Regions from separate parts of the Callithrix jacchus genome. Here region 2 is linked to region 1. A link is a contact called in public Hi-C data. All regions are on one chromosome and are shown on one strand. The core of a region is the stretch at or near the end of the contact, and the rest is flanking DNA. Distances in the headings are between cores, read along the strand shown.

Region 1 (7,316 bases), core at 2,990-5,489:
CGGGGACTAACAAACTGCAGGCCTGAGGAGGCTCTGGGGCGAGGGCACCAATGGCCGTTAGAGTGAATGTGCCCCAGAAAACCAACGGTGCAGGTAGGGACCGATAGCTGCTACTGAGGGTACAGATGGCACACCAGGACTTTACTTCCCCAGACTGGCATAACAATCCTAGAAGAGGGGTGCTGCAGGCTACAAACGAGGAAACCCGGGCCCAAGGCCACACAGCTAGGAACTGGCAGAGGCAGGGTTCAAATCCCTCTTTCTGCTTCTAAAGCTTGTGCCTTCTGGTACATTACCTCAGACCGTTGACAATATCCTTTGTTTTTCCAAAGTAGATCTCGTTCAGTGTACTTCTGATTTTATTTTCCATGTCCTGGAAGGGATGTGGCAAAATGGTCAGGAACCCCGGGCCCACATCCTCCCTCGGCCTGCCAGCCCTGCAGTCCCCAATGTGGCCGCTGGAGGGCGGCACAGGCCTGCTCTGGGACATGGGTGAGCGCGCTCCACCTGCAATCTGTGCTCCAGGCGCCTTCCCGTCCTCAGGCAGGGAGGAAGCCAATACCCAGGTACCGGCGGCCAACTCTGCCCATGCCTGGGAGCTGGTCTAAACCACATCATCACCCCTCGGACTCCCCACTAATTTTGTGAACAATTCTGTGAGACCAGAGAGCACCGCCCCTCCTTCCGAAACAACGTGGTGACAGGAGGGCCGAGGCAGCCGAAACTGAAGCTGTGCCAAGGCCCACTGCGTTCCCGGGACCTGCTTCCTTTCCCAGTGCAGGGCCTGTTCACACCCAGGCGATCAGGGCAGACAAGACATAGCGTGCCCCAGTGCCAGCGCCTGAACAGAGTCTTCTGGGAGCTCAGGTTTGGGGGGTGGAGGAGGTGGCCCTGAAGCTGGAGCCTGCTGGCATCCAAATCAGAGGCCTCTGAAAATCTGAGGCCAGGGCAAAATCCAAGGCCCGCTCTGCCGGCTTCTGTGGAGCTAGGAGAAAGCAGCAGAAGCGGCAGCCAGCACGGCGGCTCCGGGGATGCAGTGTCACTGCCATGGGTCAACGCAGGAGCCCAGAGAGCCCAGGCCACTCACCTCTACCAGGCGCCCGATGTTGGCTATGTGTGGGGAGCAGTCGCTCACAGTCTCATCTTTCTCCATCTGCAAATACAGAAGCATTCCAAGTCAGAGAAAGCCAGGGCTTTCTGAGAACGGCGGACAGTGCAGCCCACCTCCATGGTCTGCAGAGAGACTTTGTTCCTGCCACGGCGCCAGCTGCAGGTGTGACAAGGTCACTCTTGCGGCCTGGGAACTGAAACACAAAATGACTTCAGTTTCAGACCATAAAGAGCCCAGTGGGCAGAAGCCCAGAGCCCCCACTTGCAAGGGAGAAGGTTTTGCTGCCTGCGGTAGACAGGCAGATGCCCCGAGTCACAGCAGGGAGCGTGAGGGCGGCTGCCCTTGGCAGGCACCGGCTCACCCGAGCCAACTGGAGAAGACTCGCGCAGTTTGTCTTCAGGCCTCTACTGACAGGCCCAGGCCTGGGCCCCGGCTATCCACCTGAAGCGCCTGACACTGCAGGGGAAGCTTCCGTGCTGCTCCTGCGCCCTCATGCTCCCAAATGGTGGCTCCGTGATGCCACCTGCTGCAGGTCGTGCAGAGAGGGACTGACAGCCTCTGACAGAGACTCCGGGCCAGAGGGACGCAGTGGCTCGCACCAGTCACGCAGGCGGCAATGGCAGAGCCTGGGTCAAACCCTTCCTTGCTCCAGGGCCTGTTTCATTCTACTCTGCGAGGGGAGTTTGAGCAAGAGAGTCTCAATGCCGACTCTGAGGTTGTGAGGGGTGCGGCAGCAGCTCTAGCCCCATCTCCTCTTCCCAAGCCCAGAAAGAGCTGGCTCTGACCCAATCATCTCAACTAGGAGGAAGGAGGCATGGAGGCAGGTAGAGAAGAAGGAATTCGGCACTTCTGATTGCTTTTCTTCTCTGAAGCCTTATTTCCCTGACAAGAATATAAATTCTTTAAGGAGAGATGTGCCTGTCTCGTGACTCACAGGGCACCTGGCAGAGTGCTAGGCACGTAAATGCTCAACATTACTACACTGAAGATAAGAAGGCGCAGCTACCATGACCAGTGCTGTTGAAATGAAATGTGGAAGCTGAAATAATCAAAAAGGAAGAAAAGAGCAGCATCAGAAGGGGCAGAGCTCAAAATGAGTTCAAACCGATTAAAAAAAAAAAAACAGCAAAGGGCGGGGTTCTCTCTTTAGAACCCAGAGAACAGGGGCGAGGCTGGCAGGGCAGATACTGTGCTCAGAGGGTAAGGGCCCTGTTGCTTCTCACCCATTTCTACTTCTCCTCATTAGGGAGAATGACTTTCAGGCTGGGAAAGGAGAAAAGGACCCGGTTAGAGCAGAGGGCAGGAGAGAACCAAGCTACTATCAACAACCAGGCTTCCAGGCTTGGGCAAACCCATCCTGTGACTGCAACCCTTGACACTAGAGGGCGCCAGTGGATGACCCAACTTTTTTCTTTTTTGAGAGTTTCCCTCTTGTTACTCAGGCTGGAGTGCAATGGCATTATCTCGGTTCACTGCAACCTCCGCCTCCCAAGTTCAAGTGATTCTCCTGCCTCAGCCTCCCCAAAAGCTGGGAATACAGGTCCCTCCCACCAAGCCTGGCTAATTGGCTTTTTTAAAAATATTTTTAGTAGAGACAGGGTTTCGCCATGTTGGCCAGACTGGTCTTGAACTCCCAGCCTCTGGTGATCCACCTCCCTTGGCTTCCCAATGTACTGGGTTTACAGGCATGAGCCACCGGGCCCAGCCGACCTGACTTTTGTCAAATAAGGAAGAATAAACTCTGCCAAGTAAATGCTAGCTTGAAACTGATCCAGATAACAATTTTTGATGGTCTTGTTAAAATCATATGCTGGCACATTTTAAAGTCAGAGATCACGAGGAGCCAGCCAGGCTCACTGTGAACAAGCCCTTCCACGAGAACACCTTTTTTGGTTTGGATGCTGGGCTAAAAGAAAACAGAACTACTTAAAGAGGATTGCATCCTTCTGGCAGGTTCCCATCTACCGTCCTGCTCCTGTGGCTGAGAGGAAGGGCAGGGTGGAGGCCTGCTGATAGGGGTGGGCACCTGGCCACGTTTCCCGTCCCCTTGCCCACCCCGCCCCTCCCCTTCATAGCTGGTCAGGGTCAGCTCACTGGCACAGAACGATGTGTGCACTGCATATGTGACACGGCACCCTGTAGCAGTCTCTGCCTTTGGTCAATTTGTTTGTCCAAGATTAAGTGAAGGCCCAGCTGAGAATTAGCAGCAACCTATCGACTGCCAAGGGTTGAGATGGTCAGAGGGTCACTACAGAACCCAGAAACCCGGGCTAGTCACACAACGAGCGCAGCTACCGGCGGCCACCTTGCTCCCTCATCTTCCTGGGAATCCTGTTTTAAACCCAAGGAAACTGAAGCTTCAAGATGCAAGAACCATACAGCGCTGTTAGATTCTGACACCTCTGCTCTTCCTACTTGAGCACGCCAGTTAAATGTACCTGGGCAAACACAAACTAGATATTTAGGCTCAGGTGTACATTTCATGCAGCACAAAATGGGGAACTGCTGACTTGCAAACAGATCCTATGAAGAGACATGTGGTTTTTAGACAATTTCAAGTTTGACCAGGATGCGATGTGGCTGCTAGGAAAGCTTCTGTGCAACCCGAAGGTGCATAAATGACACTGTTACTCGTGCCCAGATTAGGGCAGCATTCCCACCCCACCACATGACGAAGACACTGCCGACACCAGGTTCCAACGCTTGCTGGGGAAGGCAGTGGTTCCCTGTTCTGTCCCGGCCCAGCTACATCTGCAGGGCTGGATTCTGTTTAGGGCACTGCTTTTTTTTAAAATTTTTCTTTTTTTTAAGAGACAAAGTCTTGCTGTGTCACCCAGGCTGGACAGGAACTCCTGAAACCCTCCACCTAAGCCTCCCACATAGCTGGAACTACAGGCGTGTGCCACTGTGCCCTGCTCAGGCACTGGGTTTTAAAAGCTTTGAACAAGTTAGAATTCATCTACTGAAAAGGTCTGACACCAAGAAATGGGAAAGAACTAGGGCTGTCCAGGCCAGGGGACAGGGGATGTGGGTGTGTGAGAGAGACCTAAGAGACTCTGGCAGGGCTCTGAAGGCCTGCTGTCTGCCAGGGGACACACCTCACCTATGTCGCTGCAGATGGCAGAGGGGGAACCGAGCAGTGAGAGAACATCACAGCTTGGCAGGCTGGGCTTGGTCTGTTCTGATAGAGCTGTCCCTTGTCCCTGACAGGCATCTGCTCACAAAGCCATGTGCTCCAGAGCACCATGGGGTCCGAGAAAGGGAGTGGCATCTAACAAAGAGGCGGTCCAGGTGAGAGCAACATTCCAGAACCTGCTGGGCGTGGAACATCATCTGCCACTAGTAAAAGGCTGCTGCCAAGACAATGGGGTAGGCTGTCTGCTGAAAAGGAGCTGGGGGGCACCCTCAGGAGGGAGGGGCTCCATCCACCCATCTTCAAAAAGAACTTCTGGATGCCGACCCCCAGGGACTGTGTGTTCTCTCCCACCTGGAGGTGGTCAAGGTGCCTGGGCTCAGGGCTGGGTGAAGTCAGCCCTGCGGACAGGGAACCTGGGGGTTGGATGGAAATGAATGAGGCCCTTCTAGCAAATCGGAGTCTCTCCTCCTCCCCAGCTCCATGCAGAGGGCAGATTCCCGGCCATCCCAGGGAAGGGAAGAGGGCTTTGAGCTCACTGTGGGACCCATTTTAAACGGACACCAACAGCCCAAAGTGAGGCCCAGGGTCATTGGGGCAAGTTCAGTCTCATCAGTAATTTGGCCTCTTGGTTCCCATCTTTGTGTTTCAGAATCAAGTCATCTTCCAGCAAACAAGGGAAACCCTCTGGCTGCCAAAGGTAGACGAGGTCAGGTGGAGAAGGCTGCTCGGTCTCGCCGTGTGCAGCACTGTCCCCAGGGGCTGAAGGACTCCCCAGAACACAGGGGGCCTCAGCCCATGGTAGGGAAGCTGAGCCCACATCAATGGCCACGCAGGGGCTGGGGCAGGAAGGAGACGCCACCTGGGGAGCGAGGGGCACAGGGCTCAGAGCACCCGGCCATGTTTCCATAGCCTTTGCCCACCCGCCCATGCCCCTCCACACCTGGTCAGGGTCAGCTCACTGGCAATACCGACCCACCAAAAATAGAAGGCTCTGTGCAATGCATATTTTATTACATCCTTATAAAAGTGGCTGCCAGAAGGAAAACATTTTTATGTGCTATGGCTGCACAGATGTTCCACAAGGTGGTTCTAACGGAGTCTGAAGCAAGAACCTGGCCCACGCATCCCCAGCAGGCACCTCTCCTCCTCCCCGGGGCCCTAACACGGCCAAGGGTTTAGAAACCAAAACCGGCAGCCTTTTCCCAGGGTGGGGGTGGGGGGTAATATACTGCAGCTCCCACTGCCACGCAGCATCTTCCAGCACAGCCCCCTCAACAGCTCTGAGGCCCCACAGCTCCTGTGCTGCAGCCCCCGAGGAAAGGGCCCAGGCTCGCCTGTGTCTCTATTTCCTTGCCTTTACCTTGCACTAAATAAACAAATGTAAGGCCCAGGGCAGGGCTTGCCAGAATGGCAGGTGTCACCGGCTGTCATAGCACAGCTCCAACCCCACGACTGTTCTGGCCTCTGGCGTCCTCTTGGTCACCACGCTGCGCTGTGGGTCAGCCAGGACTCGATGTGCAGCCAGGCCAGAAGATGGTGGTCAGCTGGCCTCCCAGGGAAAGTTAGGGTTGCCTGGTTTAGGAAAATTCTGAATCTAGAATTGTACATATTCTTAAAGTCTCTCCTTGCAAGATACATGATAGTAGCAGTAAAAGTTGTTGTTTTCATTTTTTTTGAGACAGGGTCTGGCTGTGTTGCCCAGGCTGGAGTGCAGTGTGGTTATCATGGCTCACTGCAGCCTCTGCCTCCCAGGCTCAGGCCATCCTCACACCTCAGCCTCCTGAGTAGCTGGGACTACAGGTACATGCTGCCTCCCCTGGCTAATTTTTGTATTTTTTTGTAGAGATGGAGTCTTACTTTGTTGCCTAGGCTGGTCTCAGACTCTTGAGCTCAAGCAATCTGCCCGCCATGGCCTCCCAGTGTTGGGATTACAGGCATGAGCCACCACGCCTGGCAAAAGTTATTTATTTGAGCATAAAATGGTGTGTAAAAACATTTTTTATTTCTACTCTACAATAATCTTTCCTTTTTTTTTTTTTGAAAAAAAATTAAAATTTATGTTTTTTTAGAGACAGGGTCTTGCTCTGCTGCCCAGGTTGGAATGCTCACTATAAGCTCAAACTCCTGGGCTCAAGTGATCCTCCCATCTCAGCCTCCCAAGAAGCTAGGACTGCAGACACCACCCCACCCAGCTAATTTTTTGTTTTGTTGGGAGGGAGCGGGGGGGATGGTACAGCTATTGCCCAGGTTGGTCTCGAACCCCTGGCCAAGCAATCCTCTTGTCTCAGCCTCTCGAAGTGCTGGAATTATCATATCATCAAAATGGGCATTATCAACACTGAGTTTCAAAGATGTGGAGTGGTCTGTCTAGGTCACAGAGCTGGAGAGATCCTGGGCTGGGATCTGAACGAAGGTCTGGGTGATTCTGAAACCTGCTTCCCTTTATAAGACCTCTCTGCTGCCTCAGTATCATCTATATCCTTAACCAGAAAATTGAAGGACAAACCACAATCCAGGATTCAGAGAACATGAGCAGGGTCCATCCCTGCCTCAGCTGCCTCCTGCCAGGGATCTCTGGTCCCTTCCCCTCCTGTTTCTGCCCTTCACAGCATGGGATGGTTGTGGGGAGCCTGTCTCATGCCAGCTTTCCTTCTCAGCCAGGCACTGGTTACTCTACCCCAGGTCATCTGACAAAAACCCAGCTGCCCCTCAAAGCTGTGCTGCTCAAGCATCTCCACCACTGAACCCAGGAGCCCCACGGGACACCAGGAGCATGTCTGCAGCTGCAACCAGGCCTCCCCAGCGAGCGTGCACTCCTGGGCCTGCCAAGTCGGGCCCGGCCCACCCTTTGTTCCCTCCATCTGGAAGGGCAATGGGCTTCATCCCTGTGATGAAAATATACTGCCTGGCCTAACTGCCAAGCACAAGTCAGAGAGGACATTCCTGCTAGGGTACACAGGCAAGAGACTCTGCTGGGCTTTTACTGCCTGAAGATATACTGCGGGCGTCTACTGCTGAGTGGGGAGACAGGGCTTACTAGCCAATGACCTGTCTGATCTCCCGACTCAG
Region 2 (7,316 bases), core at 3,489-5,988, 280 kb after region 1:
CCTGCATCAGCCTCCCAAGTAGTGGGATTACATGCATGTACCACCATGCCCAGCTAATTTTTGTATTGTTAGTAGCAATAGGGTTTCTCCATGTTGGTCAGGCTGCTCTCAAACTCCCAGGTGATGTACCCGCCTCAGCCTCCCAAAGTGTTGGGATTACAGGCATGAGCCACTGTACCTGGCCAATTTTTAAAATTTTGTTGTAGAGACAGGATCTTGCTATGTTGCCCAGGCTGGTCTCGAACTTTTGGACTCAAGTGATCCTCTTGCCTTGACCTCCCAAAGTGCTGGGATTATAGACATGAGCCACTGTACCTGGCCCTACAAAGAACATTTTACGTTTTTCCACGCGGCCAATGATCCATGGAGTCCTTGGGGCCTCATTTCTGGTCTCCCGTCCAGGCCAAGACCCTCTGCAGCCCTTGAGAGGACAGACTCTGAACTGCGGAACCCATAGTGCATGGCCACCTTCTCCTTCTGCATCTTCTAGGCCCAAGATGGGGCCCGAGGCTTCCTGAGCCTACCAGCAAGGAGGAAGAGGCTAGAGGACACAGCCCAGAGGGGTGGGCTAAAAGTCAGAACACCTGATTCTGGTCCTGGATCTTCCGCTGCCTTGCTGAGCTGACTTGGGCAAATCCTTTTTTCCTCTATGAGGAAGGATAATATGGCCAGGTGCGGTGGCTCATGCCTGTAATCCCAGCACTTTGGGAGGCCAAGGTGGGAAGATTGTCTGAGGTCAGGAGTTTGAGACCAGCTTGGCCAATATGGCAAAAACCCGTCTCTACTAAAAATACAAAAATTAACTGGGTGTGGTGGCATGCACCTGTAGTCCCAGGTATTCAGGAGGCTGAGGTGGGAGGATCACTTGAGCATGGGAAGCGGAGGTTGCAGTGGGCAGAGATTGTGCCTCTGCACTCCAGCCTGGGCGATGGAGAATCCACCTCAAAACAAAAACAAGAACAAAAAACACACCATAGTAACTGCCACTTCCTGAGATCCAAGCATGTGCCAGGCTCTGTGCCTCACATTCACGTCTCTTAGTGAATCCTGGGGATTGGTCCTATTGCAATTCCTATTTTCCAGATGAGGAAACAGAAATTAGAGATGCAATACTGGAGTAAGGTGAGAAGGCTTTGTGCTGAATCCTGGATTTAATCCAGGGCATCTGACTCCAGCGCCTTTTCTGAGCTATACATATGAAACCTCCCTGAAATAGCTTTCATTCTATGGAGCACGTGCTGTTTTCCAGGAACTGTGCCGAGTGCTTTGCGTCCATTTATCTTCTTGAATCCTGGCTCTGTCTCATTATAATCTCACCTTAAATGTCACCTCGAAATGTTTTCTGCTGCTTCTCAGTAAGTTTGTCCCCCCCACCACATCGCCCACTCTGACTTCGTTCCTTCATAACACTTTTTCTCCTTTTTTTCTTTTAAGTTATTATTTTTCAAGATGGAATCTCATTCCATTGCGCAGGCTGGAGTGCTCTGGGGTGACCTCAGTTCACTGCAACCTCCGCCTCCCAGGTTCAGGCAATCCTCCTGCCTCAGCCTCCCGAGTAGCTGGGATTACAAGCATGTACCATCACGCCGGGCTAAGTTTTGTATTTGTAGTAGAGATGGGTTTTCACCATGTTGGCCAGGCTGGTCTTGAATGCCTAACCTCAAATGATCCACCCACCTCGGCCTCTTAAAGAGCTGGGATTGCAAGTGTGAGCCACCATCTTGGGCCAACAGTTCCTATTTTTTTTTTTTTTTGAGCTGGAGTTTTGCTCTTGTTGCCCAGGCTACAGTGCAATGGCATGATCTTGGCTCACTGCAACCTCCACCTCCTGGGTTCAAGTGATTCTCCTGCCTCACCCTCCTGAGTAGCCGGGATTACAGGCATGCGCCACCATGCCTGGCTAATTTTGTATTTTTAGTAGAGACAGGGTTTCTCCATGTTGGTCAGGCTGGTCTTGAACTCCTGACCTCAGGTGATCCACCTGCCTCGGTCTCCCAAAATGTTGGGATTACAGGCGTCAGCCACTGCACCTGGCTCTTTTAAATAAATATTAAACAGCTGGAACCTTCTTAACACATTGATTATGTGAGATCCACTCATCTGTTTATTACACAATCTGCCTCCCTGTGGCAGAACATAAACTCCTTGGAGGGTGGGACCTTATTGGTCTAGTCTATTGAGTCCTCAATACCTCTGTGCATGTCTGGCACATCATAGAAACAATAAACATTTGTTGGATAAATGAATGAATCCAACAACAAATCTAATCTCTGGGAGTACATAGAACTACTAACTGCATTTCATAGATAAGGAAACCAAGGCCCAGGTGTGAAACAACTCTCTCAGGGTCAGAGGGCGATGCAGCAAAAATTTAAACCTTGGGTCTCTCCTGATGTGTCTGAATGGCTCCTCCCAGCTCCAAACCTGAAAGTGTGAATGCTCTTGTCTTTATCGTAAAAAGAGCGGGATTGTGTAGCAACCCTCTGATTCAATGGGCTGGACTGGGAAGGCAGGCCTTTTGCTGGTTTTCATTCTCTTACTCCAGCGAGAGTGTTTGGACCCCTGTTGAGGCCAGACTGACAGGATTAGAGGAAACAGCTGGCCTGAGCCTATGCCCTGCAAGAGGGAGCTTGCATTCACAGACTCTGGGAGAGAGCAGCTCCCCACCGCTCAGTCACATTCCAGGTCGGTCATTTTCCTGAGCCCAGATGTTTGCTAATGAGCGGGGGAGAGGGGCTTTCAGCCCTGAGCCCCAGCCAGAGGCTGGCCCAGGGCCAGGAGGCTCTGGCTTCGGGCCCATGCCCTGTGCCAGCCAGGCCTGTAGGGGCAGCTGGAACACTACTGCCAACCAGGTGCATCTAGTGGAGCTGGGAGACTCTGACATGACAGGTTCTGCCTTTCCTGCTGGGGCCCCACCACCCTGGATCTCATCATCAGAACAACATCCTGGCTGCAGCCTGATGGGGAGATGCACTGAGGCAGCCAAGAGGGTAGAGGGGGTGTGGTGGGCACAGAAACATGGACTTTGGTGTTGACAGGTCTGGGTTCAAGTCCAGGCTTTGTCAGTCACTAGCAATGTGGTCTTGAGCAGGTCATGACACTTTCTGGTGCCTCGGTTTTTCTCACCTGTAAAATGGGAACAATCATGGGGCTCTGGTAAGGATTAGATTTGAAGCAGACAGAGTGCCCAGTATCATGCCTGGCACAAAATGTAGCTATGGATAGATATTATTATCAAGTGACCTACCAGGCCCCCTGCCCACACAGTAGCTTTCCTGCAGTTATCAGTCATCAGCAGACAGATGGTGACTCAACTCCAAACTCTCTGTCCCTGATTAGGGGGTTGGTGTTCTTGAATGTCCCCGTGTTGGAGAGATGGTGGGCTGCCCTGTGGAGGGCACTGGCTGGAAGTTGCGGCTTCTACTCCTGGCTCTGTGTGTAATCTGACAAGCTCATCAGGCTCCACAATTAGCTTTCTGCTAAATGTGGGAGTGGATTCTTACAAGATACAGAACTCCATTTTCCATACTGCTTAGGGTATGCATGAAAGATGGTGGTGGTAAGCTTCGGCTGCAAAATGGTAAATATTTCCTGCGTGCCTACTGTGTACAGTGCGGTGAGGCTGGTTTCTGCAGTACATGGTACACGGTTATCCAACAGACATTAGCTGGCATGGCCTCTTATGTGTGACTTTAGGGGAGTTACTTAACCTCTCTCTAGACCTTCTTTTTTTTCCACTTTTTTTTTTTTGAAACGAGGCCTTGCTGGAGTGACAAGTTCATTAGGCTCCACAATTAGCTTTCTGTAACATCACCCAGGCTGGAGTACAGTGGCACAATCATAGCTCGCTGCAGCTTCAAACTCGAGCTCAAGTGATCTTCCTGCCTCGGGATTTTTTTTCACTTTTATTATTTTATTTATTTATTTATTTTTTGAGATGGAGTCTCACTCTGTTGCCCAGGCTGGAGTGCAGTGGTGCCATCTCAGCTCATTGCAACCTCTGCCTCCCGGGTTCAAGTGATTCTCCTGCCTCAGCCTCCCAAGTAGCTGGGACTACAGGCACACACCACCATGTCTGGCTAATTTTTGTATTTTTAGTAGAGACAGGGTTTCACCATATTGGCCAGGCTGGTCTCAAACTCCTGACCCCAAGTGATCCTCTTCACTCGCCCTCCAAAAGTGCTGGATTACAGGTATGAGCCACCGTGCCCAGCACTTTTAAATCAAGAGACAATAAACCTCATAGGTTTATTATGAAAGTAGTAAGTGCTGGCAATGGGATGGGGCACATGGTAAGGTGCTCAACACATGTGAACTATTATAACGGTTATAGTTACCATTAAGGGAAGACCTATCTGTGCTACATCAGTGGGGGATAATAATTACTTTATTCGCTGGGCATGGTGGCTTGAACCATTTCTTTTTAGCCAGGAGCAAAACTGTGTCATAATAATAATGTCATTCAACCAAATACATTGTACATCTCACCTGGCCTGCCCATAAGCACTGGAGACACTGCATGATTCCTGCCCTCAAGATCTAATGGAGGAAAGAGATGTTCACAGCTATTCTAGAGGGAAATCGACATGAACAGAAGTTCCTATCCCATGCTCCAGGATCACACTGGAGGAGGGAGATGCTCCCAGAACGTCTTGGGAAGGTTTTCTAATCTGGGGCTGGAAAAAATATTTGCAGGAGTCGAAAGGAGGGGAAAGAAATTTCAGGCAGAGGGAAGGGTGCAGACAACAGCTAGGAGGCACAGATGCAGGCTGGTGTGGAGGGTGCTGCGAGGCTGGAGTACACCAGGGAGTTCCCAGCAGGCCACTAGGAGCCACGCAGGATGCTCGGCAACCACATGAGTCAGATGACCAGGGCTGCGTCCATCTGGAAGTTTCCAGCCAAGGTGGGTAAAGCACATGGACACAGGTAACTATGCTGTAAAGCAAAATCCCCGAGTCCCACAATCGTGTCCCACGTGGTGTCCCTGGGCCACCACTTTTCAATAGCAAGTTATTTTCTCACCCCGTTGTTAAGCACACAGAGTAGAGAAGGCGCCGCGGCAACCCACCCAAGTGCCCACTGATTGGATGGGAACCCCTGAAGTGAGGCTGGATGCTGGGGCCAGGCGCTCCACTCTTCCCAGGAGCCAGAGAAGTGAGTCCATTTGTTGCCGTTCTAGTTCCTAATAGTCCCTGGGACTTCTCGGGATGCTTAAGCCAAGTGCCTGGAGCCGATTGGAGGTCGAGAGGGACACTAGGATGACACCGGGCGAGGCCGAGCAACGCAGGCTACCAACAGCACGGACTTGAACCGGGTCGCAAGCCAGAGCGGACCGGATGGGGTGCACCACAGAACTGCGGAGTGAGGACGGACTCCCGGTGCCGGGACGCGGCGGGCTGGAGCGCCCCACTCTCGGGGCAAGTCTGCAGTGCCCGGAACCCACAAAAAGGACACCTCCATCTTTGTCACCCCGAGGCATGGCACGGCCTGACAGCCCAGGCTCGGGAAAAGTCGGGCGGAGAGAGTGGAATCGCAGAGAAACCCAGAGAGGGCGCTTTAGAACCGGCCCGGGCGTCCGGCGGGCTGCCCTGGCCCTCGGGCGCCGGCCAGGCGAACCGGCAGCCCCACGCGCCGTCGGAACGCGCTGAAGCCCGGCCCGGGGCCGGCAGGCGGGCGGGCGGTGAGAGGGCCCGGGGCCCCGGCGCCCCCTCCTGCGCACCCGGAGAGAGGCCGCGCGCGCCCGCCCGCTCCTTCTGCGCGCGGCCCTCCCCGCTGCCCCCGCCCTCGCGCCCTGTTTGGAGGGAGCCACCCTGACGTCGGAGCCGCTCCCCCGCGCCGCGCGCCCGCCCGGGGCCGCAGACGGCGCGCAGCGCAGCCCAGCCGAGCCTCGCGGGGCCGCCCCCAGCCCTGCCGGCCGCCTCGCCGAGCCTCCCGGGGCGCCCGGGCCCGCGACCCCCGCACCCAGCTCCGCAGTACCCGGCGGGCGCGCGCGGTAAGTCCCGCTCGGGCAGGCACGCGTGCACCCGGCTTCCAGAGGCTTCAGCGGCGGGGGCAGTACCGCGCCCCCGGCCCAGAGCTGCGGCCCCGGGTGCGTCCGGCTGCCGCGGGCAACGGGCAGAGGCGCCGCCGCCGAGCCCGGGAGCCCTGGGGGGCCCAGCGGGCGCCTCCGGACGCCGACTCTGGGGACGTGGGCGCGGCACGGGGTGGCCGGGGGACACCGCCGCGCCCGGAGCCCGTCCCCAGACTCTCTCCGTGGTTCCGTTGCGCTCTCGGAGTTTCCGCGGCCGGGAGAGAGAGGGAGCGAGGGAGGGAGATGCGTGGCCCGGCAGGGGCCGGGGCTCGGCCGCCGGGCTCGCGTGTCCCCCGGCCGTGCCCGGGCCTCGCCGCGCCGCGCCTCTCGGCTCTGGACGTTTCCGCCTCCTGCGGCCCCCTCGGCTTCGGTCCCTATGTCCGTGTGTCTCTTTCTCCGTCGCTCCGTTTCCGCCGTTCACTCTCCCCGGCTCTGTCCATCTCTTTCCGTTCCCCGCCCGCCTGCCTCGGTGTTCGGCTGCCCGCGTTTGTGTCTCTGCTTCTCGCTTTTCTCTCCCCTCTGTCTCTGCGCTGTCCTCTGTGGGCTTCTCGCCGTGTGTCTGCGCGTCTCCCTGACCCCCCGCCCTCGATCCAGACAATCCCCCCAGTGTCGGAGGCTTGCCCTCCCCCAGCGGTTCACGAATAGTTTCCTAGACCGGGTGCGCCAAGCGCTCCCCCTACCTCCCGCTGGCCCCGGGGCCTGGCCCGGGTCATCTCTCTGAAATTGAGTCTGGAGCAGGGAGAGCCAGCCTTTCCCGAGGCTCAGTTTCCTTTAAGAATTCCACCCCCGCGAGGTCGGCTGGACTACAGGCCCTGCTTCGGGCCACCTGCCCGGCCCGTTCCCAGGGCGGGGCGATTCTGATCTTTTACAAGTGGCGGCAGAGGGGGCAGCGCCTGCCTTGGCGTGGCCAGGGGTTGGCGGGCATCAAGGGAGAAGGCCACACTTCCAGGCTTTCAGAGGCCCTCGCTCCCCCAGCTGGACACCACCAGCCTGTTACTAGGGGCACCCCGGGAAAACAGAGGTCAGGGCTGGAGGCCAAAGACCGGACGCTGGCGGGGAATGGAGGAGGGGAAGCAATTTGTCAACAAGGAGCCCCTCACCCTTTGTTACTGCGGAATGGGGTCTCCCGAGACTCCCCCAGATGCTGGGTCTGTTTGGGCGTGGTTTGCCTTGAGTTGGGGCCAAAGAAAAGGCGAGGCTGCCGCGTTTCCTCGGTGACCCCCACCCCTCTCCACCCACCCCTGCA

What was found. A called contact is a pair of places that touch in the nucleus more often than the background predicts.
Region 2: a contact with region 1 is called in a Hi-C map of skeletal muscle, with 3 times the contacts expected there. The contact joins the promoter of NBL1 here to the enhancer-like site in region 1. A contact is called at or near these places in 3 of 3 Hi-C or Micro-C datasets (induced pluripotent stem cells and skeletal muscle).

What each region holds. Positions count from the first base shown.
Region 1 is chr7:56,248,437-56,255,752 of calJac240_pri, forward strand. CAPZB (capping actin protein of muscle Z-line subunit beta) reads right to left here. Exons shown (of 10, transcript XM_003733354.6): 7 at 1,088-1,153; 8 at 297-373. Among named protein-coding and RNA genes, the nearest start is that of SLC66A1, 30 kb to the left of the region's middle. Within about 2 kb of position 4,240, at least 1 of the 16 cell types and tissues checked has an H3K27ac peak or open chromatin away from gene starts, as enhancers often do. A contact at or near this core is called in skeletal muscle, where this site is marked.
Region 2 is chr7:56,523,054-56,530,369 of calJac240_pri, forward strand. NBL1 (NBL1, DAN family BMP antagonist) reads left to right here and starts at 4,739. Exons shown (of 4, transcript XM_054258818.2): 1 at 4,739-4,903.